2 separate regions of the Bombyx mori genome follow, and region 1 is linked to region 2. A link is a contact called in public Hi-C data. All regions are on one chromosome and are shown on one strand. Each heading gives the region's core, a stretch centred on a gene start, on an enhancer-like site or on the middle of the called end of the contact. The rest is flanking DNA. Distances are from core to core; before and after follow the strand shown. Region 1 holds the start of LOC101740658 (elongation of very long chain fatty acids protein AAEL008004). Region 2 overlaps LOC101740658 (elongation of very long chain fatty acids protein AAEL008004).

The links. A called contact is a pair of places that touch in the nucleus more often than the background predicts.
Region 1: a Hi-C map of midgut shows a contact between it and region 2, with 1.6 times the contacts expected there. The contact joins the promoter of LOC101740658 here to the enhancer-like site in region 2. A contact is called at or near these places in 2 of 7 Hi-C or Micro-C datasets (midgut and whole pupa).

What each region holds. Positions count from the first base shown.
Region 1 is chr22:6,798,499-6,803,252 of ASM3026992v2, forward strand. LOC101740658 (elongation of very long chain fatty acids protein AAEL008004) reads right to left here and starts at 1,795. Exons shown (of 9, transcript XM_004931890.4): 1 at 1,421-1,795.
Region 2 is chr22:6,762,247-6,767,337 of ASM3026992v2, forward strand. LOC101740658 (elongation of very long chain fatty acids protein AAEL008004) reads right to left here. Exons shown (of 9, transcript XM_004931890.4): 8 at 4,289-4,477; 9 at 1-2,136. The coding sequence ends at 2,005. Among protein-coding and RNA genes, the nearest start is that of LOC119630208, 29 kb to the left of the region's middle. Within about 2 kb of position 1,840, at least 3 of the 8 cell types and tissues checked have open chromatin away from gene starts, as enhancers often do.

The DNA of each region.
Region 1 (4,754 bases), core at 545-3,044, 36 kb after region 2:
AATTGTATCAGTAATGATCTTTTCAAAACTTGTGTTCTTTTGGTGGCAGACATTGTTATCTGAGAAGTAGCAAAATTTTAAAAATTGTTTTTTAGTTGTATGTATTTTATTAAATATTGAAAAAAAAATTGCTAATTGACTAATACAAAACCTAACATCAACTAAATATCTGCTTTTTTATATAACTAGAACTGAGAATTCTTAGCTGACCTATTGTTCCAACAAGTTTTCTAATAGGTATGTATTTTTCAACATTACAGTTTTGGTGGTCACGAATGACTAAAACATTCACAGAAGTTGAAATTTTGCACTCACTACTCTTCCATGATTCATAATATAAATTGCTAAAAAAATTTTTTTTTTTGTTTCCTTGCACATGGAAATAACTAACAGTGCCTTGAGGTTTGACAGTTTGCATGACTTGGGGTTTCAGAAATTTCATGATAAGAGATCCTTGGTGTCAAATGTTTATCCAATTTGAAATTACAATTATTTAATTAATTTATGTTCCAACCCTCATTTTGACACCCTTATACATTTTCACTTATTCAGGTTTGGTTTTTACTACCCACAAAATTAACCACTTTTAAGTTGCATTTTCAGATTCAAAGAATTTATTATTTGAGGAGCGTAGAATTTTTTTTTTGTTTTTATAGTTAAGTGATTATTAAATAGAATAAAAAAAAAAGAAAGCAAAAATGATCCTGATAAACTTTGTTACATTTGTGGTGATATTACTTTAAAAAGTCAGCACATTAGTACACTAGTTAGACACCATTAGTAACATAAGTTAGGAAGTCATATGAACAGTATTTTGGCTTTGCCCTTGTACAACATGAAAAAGCATGAGTTCCACATATCTATTGTGTTCTTAATGGATAGATGGGTGAGAAAATCTCTAATCTATACTTCTTGCAATTGAATACAGTGAAAGATTTCATCAAGAAACTTCTATCGTTTAAAAATGTTATCAATGCTCTCCATATACCATATACCTACCATATCTTTGAAAGGTTATAGTTTTATGTTTGTGAAATAATTTGAAGCATATTTTCATTCTAATACTTTTATATCTATTCAAATTTCCACTAATTTTATCCTTAGTTCTATTGGATAGCAAGAGCAGTTGGCGTTTTTTATATTATTCGTAGTTAAAACAGTGTTTTTTATCATAAATTCAAGATCCAATTTCTAATAAAATTAATTAAGGTTTGTTTTTTCAACAATATCTTATTGAGTGCTTTGTATATTTTATCTACTTTTACAATTTATTAGAAGGGCTGTATAATTGAAACCTATAGTTGTTATTTTAGCTAATGCGGCTTCTGTATGTACTTTCAAAATTTTGATTTCTTGAAAGTAAAGCTTCATAAAAATATTTTTTTTAATAAACTAGTCAAATTTTATGAATTTCACTTACCCTTGATCGCATCGATGTACAAAGACTTTAGAAGAAGTTTTTCAAGCAGTTGATTAAAAAAAGGGATAAGTTAATCTAGAAACCGTCTATTACTATAAGATCCAATCTCTTGATGACTAATATAGGTTATAAAATAGCTTACACTGGTTTTCCCTAAGATATATTGCTTCAATTCAGTTATACTATCATGTAGGTCAATCTTACTTCTAAAAATAATGATTACAATATATGCTATCTATCAAATTTACAAAACTACAAACAAAATTTCTAAAATAGAATTATTTCAACCCACTCCGGCACCACCCACCTAAGTAGGGCTGCGCAGTGCGTGTTTGGTTGGCCAAAACGTCATTGTTGACTATACCCTCGCGTCTTTTTCTAGTCGATTTTTTCGAACATCTAACGTTGATGACGATATTTAATGGTGGGAAATAAAATGGAACGGAAAGAAAAGAAGCTGTTTTTATATGAAATTGAATATGCGATGAAATGAAAATAAGTAAAAGTTCAGTAAAATATTGAGAATTTACTGAAACTTCTATGGATTTTTTTAAAGAATCCGAAAAGCCACGTCCCTCGTCCTTATTGAATTTTTTACCACTAGTGCACCTACCTTCACAAATGTTAAGGGGTCAATAAATCACCTGTATTATATGCTTAGAACTGAAGAAACACTGAATTAAGTAGATAATAAAATAAAACTATTGGCACATCTCGCGATCCTGCTAAAAGCGTAGGGGCTTTAAAATCACGCCAAGCTTTTTTAATAAGATTTCGGACTTGGCGTTAAAATTATAAAATCAAGATTGATTAGGTATGATAAATTATAAAATTTATTGGTCCAATGATAGGGAGTTATGGATTGTGTGTGTACATTGCTATTTTTTAATGCTGTTTGTTCACTGTTGATAAAATCAATTATTTAATAACAGGTTGGGGAAAAGTTTCTTCGCATTTTTTAAGAAAATTCACAAAAAAAATTAATATAGTTTATTTACATTTAATTAAAGTATGTAGGTACCATTTTGTTCGATAACTTTTTGCCATCTTATAGGTAGGGACATGATCCCATTGCTATATAAATTTTGGGGCTTCTGATCAAAATACCGCGACAATTGGTTTTGGCAGGCAGTTCTCTCGTGATGTTAACCTGACACTGCCTAAAGAATTCTGAAGAGACCGAAACAGGTCGAAATCTGAAGGTGCAAGGTCAGAACTATTCGGCCGATGCAATTAACACTTCCCAGCCAAGCTCTCTTAATTATTGCTGAGTGGCTAAATATGTGTGAGGTCTAGGGTTATCATGATGAAAAACCACACCCCTTCTGTTAATTAATTCCAGCCGCTTTCTCTCAACTTGTTGCTTTAATCTAATCAGTTGTTCGCAGTAGATTTCAGAATCGATGGTCCTGTCTGGTTGTAGAAGCTCATAATGAATAATACCCTTCCAAGCCCACCACACACATAGCACCACCTTGTTACGAGTTAATAACCCTGGTTTACCCACAGTCTGTGAAGCCTGACCGGCCTTTGACCACGACCCTTTTCGCACGTTCTTGTCGTACGTGATCCACTTTTCATCACCAGTTATCAGCTTCTTCAAAAATGGTTCGGTTTCATTACGTGGTAATAAAGAATCACAAATGAGTACACGGCTCATTAGGTTTCTTTCAGTGAGCTCGTGAGGTACCCAAGTATCGAGCTTATTTGTGTACCCAAATATCGAGCTTATTTGTGTACCCAAATATCGAGCTTATTTGTGTACCCAAATATCGAGCTTCTTTGTGTACCTCATTTTTTTTCAAATGTGCCAAAACTGTTTTGTGATCAATTCCCAGTTCTTTAGCTACGTCGTAACTAACGATATGCCGATCTTGCTCAACTTTTTCAAAAATGGCATCCATTTTATCCGTAATAGGGCGACCAGAGCGACGCGACGTGCATTTTTGAGATCAAAATTTCCGGATTGAAAACGCTTAAATCAAATTTGTGCTACTCTCACAGACACTGCACTAGGTCCATAAACATCGTAAATATTTTTCGCGGCTTGCGTTGCATGTTTGCAAAATTTTACAATATATCCAATTTCTTCATTAAATTAACTTATCTTGACAGTACGAAAAATAAATAAAAATCACACATTTTCCTAATTTGAATTTGGAATTATATTCTTTAAACTTTTAATGATACCAAAACCAGCCAGATACAAATAGTATAGCCAAAGAGATTTTATTACAAATTCATCACTATAATGCGAAAATACTTTTCCCCCAATCTATTACAAACAATGACAAACATACCTACATTAAGTTATGATTATCTTATTTCACCCACTAATCATCATAGTGTAGTGCGTGTTGTTTTGATTCTATTCGAAATGGCCATCTTTGGCTTTAATCTGCTTGGCCACGAATGTATGGATTTACGCACTGTTTCCTTGGAAAACTTCGCAGCAGTAGCGAGTCCAAAGATTTTTGAAGAGACTCGATGTCGTCGTCTCGTTTAGATCAGGCCATGTCCTCTAAAACTGAACATAATTTGAAGTTGAAAGGGTTGAGATCTGGGCTAGACGAGGGCCATTCTTCAGCTCTTATAAAGTTCAGAACGTTGGTTTCAAGCTAGGCTTGGTTTGTGCCTTGTGACCAGGTGCAGAGTCCTGCTGGAAAGTCCACGGTATATTTTCAAAAAGTGTATTGCTGCGAGGTTTCACAATATGATCAAAGACTGTATACTTTACTATTACTACACTTTGGCTGAAGTTTCCTCTCCTTTTTCACAAAAATGTAGTTTTGTGACTCCTAGATAGGACACGCCCCACCAAACCATCACTGACGCATGATGATGACCACGTCGTACTTTTCCGATCCCTTGAGCAGCTTCTTTAGAACTGTGAGCTTACACTTTATCATTTTGCTTATTGTAGTGTTCTTCAATCGTGAAAAATTTTTAATCGGTTAAGAGAATATTTCTGTGCCTTTCACCTGCGTATCGCGACAGAAGACGTTTGGATCGCTTCACTGTCTTTAATTGTAAAGATTGATTTAAGGCATGTCCTGTAGGTATATCGACGATAAGCATTGAGCTTCAGGTCTTGTTTTAAAATACGTGACAGAGTCCTAGTGGGAATCTTCATTTCTGGGGATAAGATGTTTTGTTTCCTAATGGGGCTTCGACGAATTCTGGCTTTAACAGCATTAACAGCCTTTGCAGTTCTAGCCGCACGCAGCCGCCCCGATATTTTCTGGTCTTCGACATACGAAGTGTTGTTGTATCTCTTGATAATACGATATACGAACACACGGCTGATACCAAGCTTTTGAAGTGTCTAGAATAT
Region 2 (5,091 bases), core at 590-3,089:
TCATTATTTTCTACATTTCGTATCATAACATTATTGATTACAAAAAAAAAAAAACAAGATAACATCCCTATTGTAGCGAATGTATCAATAATGTAGTCTATATAATAGTTTTTGGTTTAAATAATGAAATTTTGTCCACGACATAATTTATCGTAAATAGACAGTGAATATTATACAGTTAGACTAATTGATAAATAAGAGAAGTTTAAAAGTGTTACACTTTAAATACAATAAGAAGCACGTAGCAAGTGACGTAATGAAGAAAATGTTTGAAGAAAATTTGTCAAGTTTTATAATGGATGTTTAGACACCGATTCTCACTTGTCGTAAAACTAAAATTCCGTGAAAATGCTTTGTAAATATACTTTTGACACGTACCCATAAACGAGATTTTAGTCGGAATTTTACGAAGGCGTTAATTTATTACCTTATAATTCGTTCTATGCTCCTATTAGGTGAACTGGGAATAATAGGAGAGTTGATTATTTTTTTAGTACCCCCCCATACACATCTACTGTACACGCGATCAATGAAAACATTTTAAAATCTGTTCAACAATAAAATAAATATCAACTTAATTTCATACAAGACAGAGAGAGCAGTAGTAAGTTACGACGTCAAGGCTAACATTGGCCATGTAAATTATACAAATATTCGTTACGCAGCCATTGCATACAAAGCCATTATTTGTCAGCAATTTATTCAATTAAATTTTTGGTTTTATTTTTAATTAAATTTCCTTAAAGCTTTTATAAAAGGCGTTATTAATCAACTAGCCTATTGTTTGAACTTGACCATTGTCTGTAAATTACAGGCAACGTTTTTCATTTTCGTTACATCGCATACGACGAAGTGAGCATCAGTTTTACTCAATGTTTTGAAATACATATTCCTATGTCTATAAACTATTGTGTGATGTTATACATTTATTCAAGTCATTATTTTATTAAAATACTGCAAAATCTAATATTTAATAGTGACTGCGGGATACATTGTGTTAATACAAAGCATCCTTTGGTTCCCCCAATACATTTTAGCTAATACAAATTTTCAAGACCCCAAGTCAATTAATTGATGTGTAGAACAACACGGATTTTCTGTTCTTTATTTGAATACTGTAATAAGTTTAATAAAAAACATAAAAACAATTATATAGTTGATTGGAAGAAGGCAATACACAGTATTGAGTCCTACAGGTAGCAGCAAGGTACGCAATAGTTCGACACTGGACCATACCTAACTATATTTTATCTATGGTAACATGATTCAAGACCTGCACGCGGCGACCTCATGATAAAATTATATTTACAAAAATCCGTTTACCTTCAGTACACCTAGTTACAATTACCATAACTATTATACTCTATGATTAAAATATATATACACATACATAATACAAAAACGCCATTTCATTTACACCCGGCGCACGAACGCAGTACGTATTGTGATTTCTTTATATTTCACAGTTCCCATCTTTACATTTTATAAACGCGTTTAAAAGAAAATACAAGACGGTACAATGTAAGTTTTAACAATTTCTACAGCTTTATCGATAACATTTTGTACTAAACTGAAAACAAGGCCGAAGAGTATTGAAGCGAACTTGACAACGTGACATTTTGTGCATTGTAAACATTAGGAAGATAACAGAGCGCGAGCTGTTTTACATTACAAAGGGTAATTAATCTATGTGACGTGACACTGTATGAGTTTGTTCACATCGAAGGATATAATCTATGCGACATGTCAAAGTTTGTTTACGTCGAAGGATATAATCTGTGTGACACGTTTAGGTTCGTTCACATCGAAGGATATATGTGGGACACGTTTAGGTTTGTTCACATCGAAGGATATAATCTGTGTGACACGTTTAGGTTTGTTCACAGTGAAGGATATAATCTGTGTGTCACGTTCAGGTTTGTTCACATCAAAAGATAATCTGTGTGAGATATTTAAGTTTGTTCACGTCGAGAAAGGATGTGCGTCGCACACTCGCGGCGTGCACTATGAGAGCGGTCTCCGACGCACGAACGCGTCCGCCCCGGACGAGGCGTACGAACTGGGCACCTCCGACCCCATCTCCTGCTTGTAGCCGTTCCTGCCGTTCAGCGAACTCGAGCTGTCGTCCATCACCGCCTGGAAAGTATAATTGACCAATCAACGATCTAAACGTTGTCTACGTACATATCGAAGGGTGAATGTCTATTTGGTTTAAGCGAAATTTATCATTTTTAATTAAAGGTCCGTTTTATGTGGTATAGCGGCCCGTTCCGGCTTTGCTAGGGTCTTTAACAAAAATTTCAAAAATATGATACACACATTAAGCCTTATATTTGCGTCAGGTTTCTAAAAATAGACAATTATAAAGGTACTTTGAATAATAATAATTATTTTAATGAGCTTTTATTTTCATTTCAATAATATTTGTTTTTATCTATTTTTTTCTAATTTTCGTAACATTATTGGAGTCTTAGGAAGGATCACTAATTAAAAAAAAAATTATAGCCTAGGTCACTCGGGGATAGTGTAGCTTCTAAACAGTGTAAGAATTTTTCAAATCGGTTCAGTAGTTTTGGAGTCTATTCAGTACAAGCAAACAAACAAATCTTTCCTCTTTATAATATCAGTATAGATAGTATAGATTACGAGTAGTATCAACAGTTCGATGTTTTTAATTGAACATCAATGAAGTTTACCCCATTCAAATTGTTAAAAAAGGGTTCTCTTATAAAGTTGCAAAAAATGTAGCGTTAAACCAAATTGACGTTCCCCCCTCGAAATTGTAGTTCTTCGAAAATTTTACATCGACTAATATTACTGAGACGTTTTTTTACAATGTAACATTATGTCAAGAATGATTCAAGTGCTGTGTAGTGCCTAGCATAATTTCTTCGCGTGGGTACCACCATGAAATGGCACTAAAGAATTCACCGGTGAATGAGCAGTTGCGTTCATCATCATTCTCCTGCCCTTCTCCCCCGGTCATATACCATTTCTTGGCTCACTCCCCTCTTACACATATGGTCTTTCACGCAATCCATCCAATTTTTTCTTAGGTCTACATCTTCCTCTAAAATGAGCAGTTGCGTTCTTGGAGTAATATACCCGCGTATTGCAAACATTTGGAAGTAACCGACATTTTTAGAATTGCTTTGTTATTGAGGTCCGGTTTTCTCTATACCCAAAACAAAGTGACTCACAAAAAAGATTTTGTTTTGCATTTGACTATAACGCATTTAATGAGATTTATTATTAATTTGCAGTTAATGAAGTTGTATGTATTGAATCGTAGGATGTGAATACATAAGGATCTAAAGTTGCAAAATAATGTACATAGACATTGAGGGCAATTAATTCTCAGCTGTCGAGAGGATATGAAGATGTATGCACGCCTTGAGTGATTTGTCAATAATCCTTAACTATAAGGTTTATTGATTTGTTGAAAATGTGTTTTGCTTATTACAAACGAGAACCAATACGTATTGGTACTTTATTTGAAGGCTTATTAATTTTTAATACTAAACTAAATGGTAATGGAAATGTTTGTTTGTTGGTTGGCTGATTTCCAAATATGGAACCAGACTTACATGCTTGACTATATCTCGGTCAGCATTTTCAAGAGTAGGATAGCTTTTTTTTAATATTTTTTTAAAGCTAATGTGGGTGGACGTGCTCACGGTCCACCTGAGGTTAAGTGATCACCGGAGCCCATAGACATCTACAACGTAAATGCCGCCACCTATCTTGAGATATGAGTTCTAAGGTTTAAGTTTACAGTTCAATATAAGTTTCAACTGAATGACTCGACGTAGGCTCTGGCGTTTATGTAGTTATTCTATGGGCTCTAGTAATCACTCATCATCGTGCGGTTTAGGAGTACATACATCAGACCAGCCAAAAAAAAATTGTCTTAAATCTACAAATAAATATCAACGAGTTGTTTCCAATGAAAGGTCGGCGAACACAATGAATATTTTTTTCAAATCTATACTAATATATAATGCTGAAGAGTTTGTTTGTTTGAACGCGCTAATCTCAGGAACGGCTGGTACGATTTGAAAAATTCTTTCAGTGTTAGATAGCCCATTTATTGACGAAGGCTATATGCCTATATACAACATCACGGTAAGACCAATACAAGTGGAGCACAAAAAAAAATGTTTCATAATATTTTCACTTTCTACGTAAATGAAGTGGGGGGGTAAAATTTAGCGTTATGCCAAAGTAACAATTCCACGCCGACAGAGTCGCGGGCAAAAGCTAGTTATCAGAATAAGTTTTAACTCACCATACAAAGTCCGTTCTGAGCCTTCGATTTCCTCTCGGCGGTTGTGTACCTCGCTTTGTAGAAATCGCTGAAGAGGAACAAGAATAAGAAGCCGTGCATCGCGATCCAGTAGACGAAGACACGAGGGTATTGACACGACGGCCTGAAGAGGACTTGGAGTTGATGACTAAAGATCAATACGAACTGAACCTGCAAATAGATTTATAGTTTTATTTTTATTGCATAGATGCGGTTAACTGGTTACCGGAGCCCATAGACATCTATAACGCAAATTCCGCCACCCATCTTGAGATATAAGTTCTAAGGTCTCACTATAGTTATAACGGCTGCCTCACCCTTCAAACCGAAACGCCTTACTGCTTCACGGCAGAAATAGGCGGGATGGTGGTACCTACTCGTGCGGACTCACAAGATGTCCTACCACCAGTAATGACCCAAATTATAATTTTGCGAGTTTGATTCTTATTACAGGATGTTATTCCTTCACCGTGGAAGTCAATCGTGAACATTTTTCAAGTACGTATTTCATTAGAAAAAATGGTACCCGCCTGCTGGATTGGAACACCGGTGCATCGGTAGATACGATTGCACCGGACGTCTTATCCTTTAGATCACAACGAATTCTCAAAAATGTACAAAAAAAAAATTATTTACCAAAGTCATACGTTCGCCTTTCTAAAGATTTTAGTAAAATAGTACTCTTGGGGTTGACAAACATGTTGCATTCTTCCTTATCATGTCTAGTTTTGGCAGCAACGGATAAACAAGGCCGACCAGATTTTACGTAGTAGCATTAGTCAGTT